Linked DNA regions of Mus musculus: regions 2, 3 and 4 are each linked to region 1. Evidence: chromatin contacts called from public promoter capture Hi-C data. All regions are on one chromosome and are shown on one strand. Each heading gives the region's core, a stretch centred on a gene start, on an enhancer-like site or on the middle of the called end of the contact. The rest is flanking DNA. Distances are from core to core; before and after follow the strand shown.

Region 1 (2,929 bases), core at 163-2,662:
TATGCACTAATGTACCTGTTAGTTACTATAAATTAGGATGCAAACTAGAGGCAAAAGAGATCTTGGTCATGAGAAAGACAACTAAAATTATGAATGTCTAGTTGAGCCATAAATGGGGGGGGGGCAGATTCAAGACAATTAGAAACAGGTAAAATTCTTTTAGAACAAGATCTACTCTTGTTGTAGGCTACTGCCTACAGATTACAAGGAGGGGGTAAATCTCTCCTAACAAAATCAAACAGGAAAAATATGAGTTTCATAACAAAAGGACCCTACCATCATTCATACACTGAAAATGTAAACCCGGGTGAGGGAGGATTCAAAGTCACCTAAGGCATCAAGCAAGAGGCAAAAGCTAAAACACGCTCTGCAGATTCCCCAAAGTCAATTCCTTCCAGGACACTATGTTGCTATCCTGACTCAACAAGCCCCCACCCCCTAATTCCATCCATATAAGCAGTCGCTACCTGAATCTGTCAAATTTCAGAAAACAAAACAAAAAGCAAGCGGTCTTCAAGTTAACATCTGTGCTTTTCATGCCCTAGAGCTCTCTTGGTCCCTCCAGTCTATCCCAGGTCCTATTTCATATTTCTAAGTGACTTCCACAAAACTGCAGAACGGTTAGAAACGAAGCCTGCTGAGTGATGAGGAAAGAGAGAGAGAGAGAGAGAGAGAGAGAGGAAAAAAGAAGGAAAGGAAAGGAAAGGAAAGGAAAGGAAAGGAAAGGAAAGGAAAGGAAAGGAAAGGAAAGGAAAGGAAAAAGCCATCAGTGAACAGAACCACACCCAGAACTCAAGCCTGGCGTGGAGAGCCCAGACACAGCGGAGCTAAACAAGGACGCGCGACCCACAGCGGAAGGGACAAGTGCCTTTTCACAGGGCGAGTTTCCCCGCAGATGGCAACGTGGCAGAAAACAAACAGTTGCAGAAGCTGACACCCTGCTGCAGGGATACCTCGGAAGCCCACACACAGCCCTGGACCTCAGTTTCCCCTACTCTCGGAGGAAAGGAGTTGCGGTCTGGTACCCTGTGACCCAAGGCAAGGGCATAGCTCGAACAGCCACATCTGCAAACGAAGGGTTGGTCCGAGCTAGCCGTCAGTGACTGCCGATGTCACCTGGGAACTATGACTGAACACCTGTCAAAGGTGCATGGGAGACCCCACCCCACGGGTGACCTGTCCCTGAGCAGCAGCATCCGTTTGGCGGGAGGTGCTACAGCAGGAGGTGACTCCCGACTGCAGCGCAGGGCACGCACTACTCACCGGTCGGCCCTGCCCGGCCCGGGCTCCCGCTCCGGCTCCGGCTCCGGCTCTGGCTCCCGCTCCTGCTCAGCCCACCTCGCGTAGCCTCAGCGCCGACCCCTAGCCATGGTTTTCTAGCCTCCTGGACAGCCGCTTCCGGGCCCTGTCACGTGATGCTGGCTCCCTAGCCCAGGTCACGTGCCGCTCCATTCCGTGCTCCTCCTCCCGGACCCTTGTTCTGCAGCGCCACCTGGCGGCCGTCAGCCGCTGCTTCAGAAAGGGCAGTGCTTCTGAGACCACCACAGAGCTAAGGCAGACGACCTAGATTTTGAGGCAGTCTCCAGGGAAGTCGGCATGCAAAATATCCGTAATTTTTAGCCTTGCTAAAATTTATTTGTTCAGCATATATTAACGTGCATTTACTGGTTTATAATCACAAGTTTGCACCTTTTAAAAAATAAATCGTGCAGCTAAGCCTGATGGTACAAGACTGCAATACCAGAGCAGAGAAGAAAAATAGTTCAAGGCCTGTTTGGGTTATAGAGTGAGTTCAAGGATACCCTGGGTGATTTAAAGATACCTTGCTTCAAAAAAATTTAAAAGGGGCTACTGGGAAAATGGTTTACTGGATACAATAAGAACCTGAGTTAAGATTCCCAGTACATATAAAGAGCCAGGCAAGACAATGTGTGCCAGTAACACCAGAGCTTGGGGCCAGAGCAGAAGGATCCCTTGGTCTCTTCAGCAGACTAACTGATCTAGCCAAAACAGTGGGCTCAGGTTCAGTGAGAGAACCTGTGGGGAAAAAAAGTTGAGGGAACAACTCAAGCAGACAATGTCACCATCTGACTCCCCGATGCCCCACTCCACACACACACACACATACTCCATATGCTACACACATACACATACACACACACACACACTCCATACACCACACACATAAATATACTCCATACACCACAAACACACACATACATATACTCCATACACCACATACACACAGACATATACTCCATACACCATATACATACATATACTCCATACACCACACACGTACATATACTCCATGTACACACATATATTTCGTACACCACACACATACGTACATGCACATATGTTCCATACACCACACACACACATACACACACACAAACAACATATACTCCATACATCACAGACACATATACACATATACTCATACAAACATATACCACACATACATACATATACTCCATATACCACACACACAGAGATGCAAAGACAACTTCACACATACACATACTTCATACACCACACACACATACACACTCCATATACCACACACACATACATATACTCCATACACACACATATACTTCATACACCTCACACATACATACATACATACATACATACATACACATATGCATATGTTCCATACACCTCACACATACATACATGTACTCCATACACACAGAGATATAAACAGTACATACCACACATGCATATACTCCATATACCACACACACAGAGATGCAAAGACAACTTCACACATACACATACTTCATACACGACACACACATACACACATACACATATTACATATACTACATACATACATACATACATACATACATACATACATACACAAGCATATAAACCATACACCACACATACACAGATGCATACACATACATATACACAC
Region 2 (2,929 bases), core at 310-2,809, 3.0 Mb before region 1:
GCAAGACGAAAACACACAGAGGGGGGAAATCCCGGGATTCTTTTTTTTTTTTTTTTTTTTTTTTGGTTTTTCGAGACAGGGTTTCTCTGTGTAGCCCTGGCTGTCCTCGAACTCAGAAATCCGCCTGCCTCTGCCTCCCAAGTGCTGGAATTAAAGGCGTGTGCCACCTTTTTATAGAGGTGTAAAACATAAATAAAAAGCCCCCGTGGACTGTTCAAGAAAAAAAAAAAACCAACAAAAAGAAAGACAAGGAAAGAAAAAAGAAAAGAAAGGAAGAAAGGAGAGAAGAAAGACATCTTGAATTATACAAAGCAGTTCCTGGTCACGCTTCTGGTTGATCTAAAGCTGACTACAATTCTCCATAAAGATCCAGATCTCTCTAAATACTCTGGGGAAAGGGGGGGAAAGAGATGCCTCAATGAAGAAAGCACTGGCCTCACAAGCAGGAGTTTGAACCCCTGGCATCCACATAAAAGCCAGTTTCAATACTCATGCCTAAAATACCCTAGCTGGAGAGGTGGAGGTCCAGAGGAGGATCCCAGAGGGCTTGCTGGCCAGCCAGTCAGTCTAGCCAAGAGGTTCACTGAGAGATTCTATTTCAATAAAATGAAATAAATTGGAGAGTGACTGAGGAAGACACCCTAATGTCAGCCTCTGGATTATACACACATACACACTGGCAAGCAGACACTCGGGCCCACACACAAATGCAATAGTCTCACACACACCTGCACAAAAAAGGTCACATACACAGTGGAAGTGGCAGCCCATTGGTTGCCTATGTTACTATGTTCCGTCGGGTTGCATTTTGTTATACTCTCTTCCAAAAGATTAAATTAAATGCTGGCAGATGAAGAACCAGCGTCTCCAAGGCAGATAGATAATGCCCAACAGAGTTAGACAAAAAGTTTCCTTATGAACCCAGCCTTCCAAGCCAGAGTTCTAGCCCCTGCGTGTCGCACATGGAGAACAGATGCACATTACACAATTCCAGAATGTTCCAATATTACCTGTGGGCTGTTCTGATCCTGGACTCTGGCCCCTGAGGGGTCATCGAAGTAGTGGCCAAGAGAATTTGAGTAAAATCCCACCTGTTTTCTCTTAACTAGGCTCCCTCAGAAGACCCACAAACCCAGGGATACCCAGGTAAAAAAAGAAGCACACTGCTTCTCTCTGGTGAATTGGAAGGACTTGATTCAGCCAGACACCATGCACTCCGATCCTGAAGACAGTGCAGGAGGGTGCCTGCTGCACAGGGTGCCCCAGAGGAACACCTGACCCCAGACTCCCCTGCCCTGAGCAGGTTTATAGGCCAAGCAGGAGCCCCTCACCTACCTGCTCAGAAGCCTTACAAAGCTGCAATCCAGGCTCAGGACGGTCAGGAGAGAGAGAAGTGTGGTGGGGCAGGGTCCTGTGGGGAAGAGCGATTAGAAGAGGCAGGAGCAGCTGAAGGGCAGCCTGAGCTCCTAGGTTTCCTCTCAGACCCTGCTCTATCTATGTTGGCCCAGATGTAAGTCCCCAACTTCTAGGCGTGAGCCCTGCCTGCCTCCTCCCCAAGGGGCGGGGCCTGATGCCCGAACAGCTTTCAGTTTCAGTTCCTAGAAATGGCTAGTTTTCGGGAGTTAGCACTCAGAGGCCACGTTCTTCTTCAAAGAGAGGGGTAACTGGGCCAGATTCCAGGTATAGAGGTCAGAAGTCTGCCCGTGAAGCCTGCCATTCAGACTTCGGTCAGAGCTGCCTTGTCTGACCCTGCTACCTCCTTTCCGGAGCCCCTCTTAATGATGGCACCATGTTGAGACCCAGCGAACTTGGTCCTTGGAGAACTACTCGCCCTTCATTGCTGCTCCTTGGGGCTTCTGTCGCTTCTCATTGTCTACTCGCTCCTTCCCGCCCACTCAGCTCAGGGGCAGAAATTCCACCTACTCTGCCCTGTTCCAATTCTGTCGTCTCCCCAGGATCAAAGTATGCGGCAGAATATGCCACCTTTAAGTGGTCTCCTTCTGCCCACCGGTTTCTCTTGAGTTCAGGAAAAATATTTAAAACAAAGCAAAACAAAAACCAAAAAATAAAAATAAACACTCTCCCCCCCTCCCCCTCCCCCCTCCCCCTCCCCCCTCTCCCCCTCCCCCTCTCCTTTTTTTTTTGTGTACAGTGATGCCCTGGACCACTGAGTGCCCAGGTAGAGGGGAATGGGCTAGTTTCCCTGTGTAATTGCTTAGCAGGGTAAGTGGCTGATGGGAAGTGTGTGCTCATTTGCACAGTCCATGCCCCCAGGGCTCCCCCCACCCCAGGCCATTTACTGACCTGGTCTTTCATTTTCACTCACTGTCCCTAACATCCTGACTCCCTCCCTCCCCCATCCCTCCCTTCAATAGGTGTGCATGTGCATGAGCCTCGGAGGTCGGAGCAGAGAGTTGGAACCCGTGCAACCGGAGTTACAGGACATTTCTCTGTATAGCTCTGACTGTCTTGGAACTCACTCTGTAGACCAGGCTGGCCTTGAGCTCAGAAATTCGCCTGCCTCTGCCTCCCAAGTGCTGGGATTAAAGGCGTGGCCACCTCTCCCGGCCTGGGCATCAGATCTTAATACAGATGGTTGTGAGCCACCATGTGGTTGCTGGGATTTGAATTCAGGACCTTCGGAAGAGCAGTCAGTGCTTTTACCTGCTAAGTCATCTCATTTTTAAGTGTCTCTGCCACCTGTGACTTCTCTCGCTCAGAAAATGACAGCAGGCAGCACTCTGCAAGATGCCCTTGCACAGGAGTGTTCCTGATCGATGAACTTGGTCAATAGATGATTGACAGGCTGGGGAGATGAAGTCAGTAAGGTGCTTACAGTGCACACACAGGGACCTGAGTTCAATCCTCCAGATCCCATGTCAAAAGTTAGACGTGGTGATATGTACTAGTAACTCCAGTACGGAGATAG
Region 3 (2,929 bases), core at 154-2,653, 2.6 Mb before region 1:
CACCTCTCCACCTCCAACGGCATTACCAAAGATGCTAATCCCCGCAAGAAAGCTGATTCCCCGCCCCCTTCAATCACATCCACAGCAAATCATTTAAGACCCGGCCTTGGCCTTATTTCTGCCACATCTCAGAAAAACTCATTCGCTGCCAGCGAAGCGGGCTCTGTGTTGCGCTGCAGAGACCGGAGGCCGCGGCAGACAGGAAAGTCGCGGCCACCTTGCTAGTGTCTGAAAGAGCGACAAGGTCCCTGGAGGGAGGACGAAGTTGGAGAAGATCCTCCCGGTTCCCTTGTCACCTCTTTTGCCCAATTCTTGCAAAAGTAACCCACCTCTCTCTGCTCTGCTATTCGGCGCAACAGTGACAGCTGGAAACTGCTGTCGCTTTCCCAGGCAGGGAGAGTGTGCCAAGCCCTCCCTGGTTTCCCAGCCCACCCTCGGGGACGCGGGCAGCGTCGCGGAGCACCGAGCGGCCTCCAAGAACCTGAGTCCCCTGTTTTGCACAGACTGCGCGGCGAGGCCCACCGCGCGGAGCGTCCCCGGGGTCCCTTCCCGCGGCCCTGCGCTATGCCCCGAGACTCACGCTCTTGTCTATGTCCAGCTTGAGTTTCTTCTGCGAGATGCTTTTCTGCACCCTCTTGCTGAAGGAGGCGTTGCCCGCGGGCCGGACGCAGCGCTCGCCGTCCGCGATGAGGCAGCAGCTCTGGCCGTAGCCCGGGGCGGCGGCGGGGGCGGCAGGGGGCCCTTCGCGGCTGTCCTCCTCTGTGCTGAAGCCGTTCATCTCCCCGCCCCGGCCCGGCCCCTCCGGGGGAGGACCCCTGTAGGCCACTCCGCGGCTGCTAGCCCCGCGGGGCAGCTCTTCGCCAGCCCCGCGCCCGGGTCCCACGGTGCGCCCTGGGTCAGGCGCGCTCCGAGCTCCGCGAGGCCCGGCTGCTCTGTGCTCCTGCAGCCCGGGCCCCGGCGGGGATGCACACGCCGAGGCTCCGGCCGGGGCTCACGAGGCTTCCCCCGGGATCCGGGCCCGGCCGCCCTGGGGCTCCCGAGGCCCCCGCCGGCTCCCGCCTGCTCCGCGCCGCGCGGCAAAGTCTCCACCCCGTGGCTCCCCGCGCGGGGGCCCGGCCTCGAACCTGCCGTGTCCGGGCCCCGCGGTGTGCTCGGGCCGCCCCAGCGCCTGGCCGCTCGGCGGCGCCCCGAGTCCCCGCGGCAGCCCCTGGGCCGCCCCGGCCGCCGCCCGCCCGACGCGCCGCACCACAACAGTGCGCTCCCCCGCCCGCCGCGGCACAGCGGAAGTCCCGCCTCTGTGCGCTCAATGGTCGTATTCTTTATGTAGGCGGGGCCCACGTCGCCGCTGGCAGTTCCCATTGGGCGCCATCGCTGCCGGTCTCCGGTGCCAGGCTACTTCCTGGACTCTGCTGGGATGGGTTCAAAGTAGAGAAAGTGCAAGAGGGAAGAGTTACCCGGGCTAGAGAGGACAGCGGGCCGCAGGTTTAGTCCTGGTTGTGGAGTGGGATGCTGAGATGGGTCTGGAGGGATGCAGGATGTTCTAGGCCGTTAGGATGGTAAATAGGGACCTCGCTCCGCGAGGGATGCTGAACGGGGTCTGGAAGAATGCAAGATGTCCTGGTCCGGGCCAGGAATGGTGAGCGAGGTCCTCTGGCTCTGGGGCGAGATGCTGTGTTAGGTCAGGAGGGACGCGGGGCCTCCACCTCAGGGAGTGGTGCTGAGCGGGATATGGAGGGTCGCAGGGTCTCCATTCCGGGATGGGATGTTGAGCAGGTTCCCAATCCCAGCGCGGGATCCTGAGCAGAGGTCCGGCTCCATAGTGGGGTTGTGAGCAAGCCGGTTATGGAACGAAATGCTAAGCCGGATCTGACAGGCCGCAAGGTCTCCTATGTTGAGTGGGGTCTGCGGGAAGCAGGGACAGACTTGCAGCAGAGATCACGTTCGCAGTGGACTGAAGCATCGACGTGCGGAGGAAAACTGAGGGACAAGGGAAGGGTATGGGAAGGAGACCTTAGGGAGAAAGTGCTGCCAGGAGAACAGACTGGGCAAAACGGAAAAGCCTGGGCTGGAGGATCTACGCGGCAGCGGGAGACAGGGTGCATGGTGTGGGACATGAAGCTAACGAGGAAGTGCATATGCGCGTAAAGAGGCACTGAGAGACAGGAGAGGTCGGACAGGTGAACTAGAAATCTTTGAGTACAGCGGGCACCAAGGAAGAAGGGACTTAAGGAGGAGAGCCCAGCGTCAGAGCAACCCTGGCCTGGGTTGATCTTCAGGGTGGACTTTGTGGGCTGAGGCAAAGGTGAAAAGCCCTTAGGCCACCAACGGAGGACTCACCTTCAGACTTGTTAGAGACTGATTTGTAGTTTTATTGCTTCAAGCTAACTCAGACCAACCCGGGAGGAGGCCACCGCACCCTGCCAAGACCAGGGTGTCACCTCGTCCTTGATGCAAGGACACAGGGAATTTTCTGAGGGTCGGGTCCTACAGTCAGTAGTGTTGTGGGGGAGAGGTATGGTTATGGGATGGGTGTCCGGAAAGCTCTTAAATTCTCTCCAGAGGTCTAAAAGTGCGTTTGTACAGTTTACTTTTATTAATTTCACACAGGAGACAGTATGTTAGAAAATACACCTACCAGATAAAAATTTAAGGCCACTGTGGGGGCTGAGGCTGTAATTTGGTGGCAGAGTGGATCAGCACACTCGAGGCTCTGGATTTGTTCCACATTACTACTTAAACAGGATGTGGCGGCACTGGCCTGTAGTCCCACCTTTCAGCAGGAAGATCTGAAGTTCAAGGGCATTCTCTCTCTTTTCTTAAAAGAATTATTTATTTATTTTATGGATATGAATACACTGTAGCTGTCTTTGTACTCACCAGAAAAGGGCATCAGATCCCACTACAGATGGTTGTGAGCCACCATGTGGTT
Region 4 (2,929 bases), core at 182-2,681, 2.5 Mb before region 1:
TGCCATCCTCATCTTGGCACAATGAAGAAATGTACCCAGTGGGGAACAGGCCCAGCATGGTGGAGCCAACGAGGACAGGAGAATGACTGTCATGACTGTCGATGATCCTGGCTGAGCTGCTGAATTAATTCATCCCACAGTCAACCCTTCAGTCGGGTTCTTATGCGAAGTCATAAATCTCCTTATCATTTGAATGAGCTGTGCCTCCCAATAATTACAGCTACAAGCAGCCAAAATTATGCATGGGGCTTCTAGGGGAGATAATCTCAAGGTCCACCAAGCACTTAGAAGTGATACTCCAGGAAATAAACCGACATCTAAACACCCTCAAGTCCAGAAGAGACATGACGACGGTGACCCCAACCGTCTCCTGGTCCTACAGATGAATTTGGGCGTCCCCACAGCTTCAGTGCTTAATCACACTTATCTAGCTCGTGTCAGGTTCTAAGGGGAGCCGGTCCCAGGGAAGGGAGAGAAAAATGAAAAGAAAATGCAATTTAACAGTAGCCCACAGAGACCACCAGGTGGGCGAGATTCATGCCACAGAATCTCCATTTGTCTCCCTGGCATCTCTTCAGGGAATCGTATGCTTGGGGTCCTAGCAAAGCATTGCTACTTACGCGTGCGTGCGTGCGTGCGTGCGTGCGTGCGTGTGTGTGTGTGTGTGTGTGTGTGTACACACGCACATCTGCCACGGGGTCTGCAGTCTATCAACTGCTTGAGACAGGCTCCTTGGCCTGACCATAAATGGGAGGTCAGGCCCTCACTGACAAGTATCCTGAAGTCCACACAGGGACAGCTGTTAGCGGGATCAGGAATTGGGGACGGGATTGAGGGACAGGCTGGAGTCTACTCTCTTGGCTGTTCAAAATGCAGCTTCCATTGCATGCCTGCAGCTCTGAAGCCTGTGGTATTAGGATTGGTGACACACCCTACCCACTGGCCTAGAGCCCATGTACTCCAGGGTAAGTCAGAACAGGACACAGTACCGGCACCAGAAACTAGGTTAGAGATGCAAGTTCCAGACTGCGCGCCCAATCGGCTGGAGCTCACCCTGGGGTAGGGGCAGGAAGCAGGAGTTTAACAAGCCCACAGGAAAGTGCAACAAACAGAAAGGAGTGGGTGTGGTTCCTGAGGGACGGACCTAACCACAGAGGTTGAATGAGCCCACTGGATAGATGAGCACCCTCTCCCATGGCACTAGAGAAGTAGAAAGAGCACCATCTTCCTTTGCTCTATATCAACCTTACATTACAGACCGCATGCCCGAGACCCCGAGGGCTTCACCCTCTTGCCCTCTTTATCTGCTGGCTAAGGAGAGACATAAAAGGCTGTGGTCATCTGCCAACTGTCACGGTCACCGAGTATGCTCTGGTGTTTACACTCACTTGCACTCTGCCAACTTCCTACAGTGAAATTTTACTGCTGTTGGAAAAGCAAACAAGAAACTCTAACCTCATGCCCTCTGATGTCACCCTCTCATGTTCCCCCACTCTGTCTTCAATCGGTCTCGGCACATTTCAGGGGCTGTCGGGCCAGGCTCCCTAGGAATTGCTGAACCTCAAACCCATATGCTTCGGAACCAGCTGGGGTGAGGCCTCCCAGAGAAGCCACACTGACCTGGCCAGAGGATGTCCTCTTCTCTACAGCCCAATGCTGGGCAGGGCTGATCACCTCCCATGTTGGCTGAGCACTCCTGCATTATGTATCCTGAGCACTACCTGACTATTTCCACAGCCCTGCCAGACTAGTATATCTCTCAGGCTACAGATGGGGACATGTGAGGCTCTGTTATCCCCTGCCTAGGTCTGGAAACCAAGAAGTGGCCAAGAGGGCCTCAAGCATAGGTCTCCTGTGGGGTTGCAGAGAACAGGAGCACCCTGGCCTGGCACGGGACATACCTGCCCTTGAGTTGCCTTCCTTATCCAAGAAATGGACTCATGCCCATCTCATCCCCGCTCACAGGACAGAATGGCTGTTTTTTGTCAACACATTATCCCTTAAGGCTTGAGCACACAGGTCAAGGTCTTGATAAGGACCCTTTGAGAGAGGTCCTTACTTTCCCCACTAGTGTCCCGGAACCAACAGAAAGGGCCCATTATCCTTAACATCTGAACTCCGCACTGTCTATCACATAAGAGGGACAGAAGCCTATGGGGTTGTCAGGCTGGCCCTTTCTGAGATACACATCTGTGATTAGGCTGTCGCTCACCTGTCCTTGTACCGAGCGCTTACGGGATGCACCATCCAACACACACTTCCCCTCTTCGGGTCCTTATCAAGACCCCGGGAGAGCCATTTTTACTTATCTAACTTTGTAGGTGGGGACATGGGGTTAAGAGAAGAGGCCTGTGTAAGGCCGCCTGGGACTAGGGATGGTCCTGGTAGTGTCTGTCAGCCATGTCTGAGGGTTCTCTTGTATTTACCAGTTTAACAGACTGCATACCCATGAGGGAAAGGCGTGTATCCCTCATTGGCTTTGTACTGCACCTGGTCTATTGTAAGCATAAGCTTGTTCTCTCTCTCTCTCTCGTTCTCTCTCCCTCTCCCTCTCCCTCTCCCTCTCTCTCTCTCTCTCTCTCTCTCTCTCTCTCACACACACACACACACACACACACACGAGCGCGCGCACGGAGCACGATACCACAGGGAACTGGAATGGGAGCCTCTGGATTTGGACAAACTCTCCACGTCCTAAAGTGGCTCTACTGAAAACAGCCCAGCCCTCTGTGACCGTCAGGCTTTTCTCAGCGGGCCTACAGGCTCATCAACAATCTTATCATCGAGGACCAAGAGTCATGGATGCCACCCTCTGAGCACAAAGCTTGGCTTTTAGAAACTGCTTTACTAAAACACAGCTAAGGCTAGAGACGGAAGCTGCCAATCCACAGGCTTCCCAGAACCCAGGGCTTCTTCCCTAGAGAATGTG

The links. Promoter capture Hi-C pulls out the DNA fragments that hold promoters and counts their contacts.
Region 2: a promoter capture Hi-C map of second pharyngeal arch cranial neural crest shows a contact between it and region 1. The contact joins the promoter of Igtp here to the promoter of Slc36a1 in region 1. A contact is called at or near these places in 4 of 39 promoter capture datasets (cranial neural crest, hippocampal neurons, liver and 1 more).
Region 3: a contact with region 1 is called in a promoter capture Hi-C map of liver, with 7 times the contacts expected there. The contact joins the promoter of 2010001A14Rik here to the promoter of Slc36a1 in region 1. A contact is called at or near these places in 4 of 39 promoter capture datasets (the 3T3-L1 cell line, embryonic stem cells, hippocampal neurons and 1 more) and 1 of 115 datasets of contacts at active chromatin or transcription factors (astrocytes).
Region 4: a promoter capture Hi-C map of liver shows a contact between it and region 1, with 4 times the contacts expected there. The contact joins the enhancer-like site here to the promoter of Slc36a1 in region 1. A contact is called at or near these places in 5 of 39 promoter capture datasets (cranial neural crest, embryonic stem cells, hippocampal neurons and 2 more).

Annotation. Positions count from the first base shown.
Region 1 is chr11:55,202,823-55,205,751 of GRCm38.p6, reverse strand. Slc36a1 (solute carrier family 36 (proton/amino acid symporter), member 1) reads right to left here and starts at 1,412. Exons shown (of 11, transcript NM_153139.4): 1 at 1,264-1,412.
Region 2 is chr11:58,198,186-58,201,114 of GRCm38.p6, reverse strand. Igtp (interferon gamma induced GTPase) reads right to left here and starts at 1,559. Exons shown (of 3, transcript NM_018738.4): 1 at 1,336-1,559.
Region 3 is chr11:57,799,941-57,802,869 of GRCm38.p6, reverse strand. It overlaps 2010001A14Rik (RIKEN cDNA 2010001A14 gene), which reads left to right and starts at 1,403. Exons shown (of 4, transcript NR_131042.1): 1 at 1,403-1,636. It overlaps Sap30l (SAP30-like), which reads right to left and starts at 1,233. Exons shown (of 4, transcript NM_001081168.1): 1 at 581-1,233. The coding sequence starts at 778.
Region 4 is chr11:57,686,838-57,689,766 of GRCm38.p6, reverse strand. All of the region lies in intron 1 of Galnt10 (polypeptide N-acetylgalactosaminyltransferase 10), which reads right to left. Among named protein-coding and RNA genes, the nearest start is that of Gm51896, 17 kb to the right of the region's middle. Within about 2 kb of position 1,431, at least 84 of the 459 cell types and tissues checked have an H3K27ac peak or open chromatin away from gene starts, as enhancers often do. A contact at or near this core is called in liver, where this site is marked.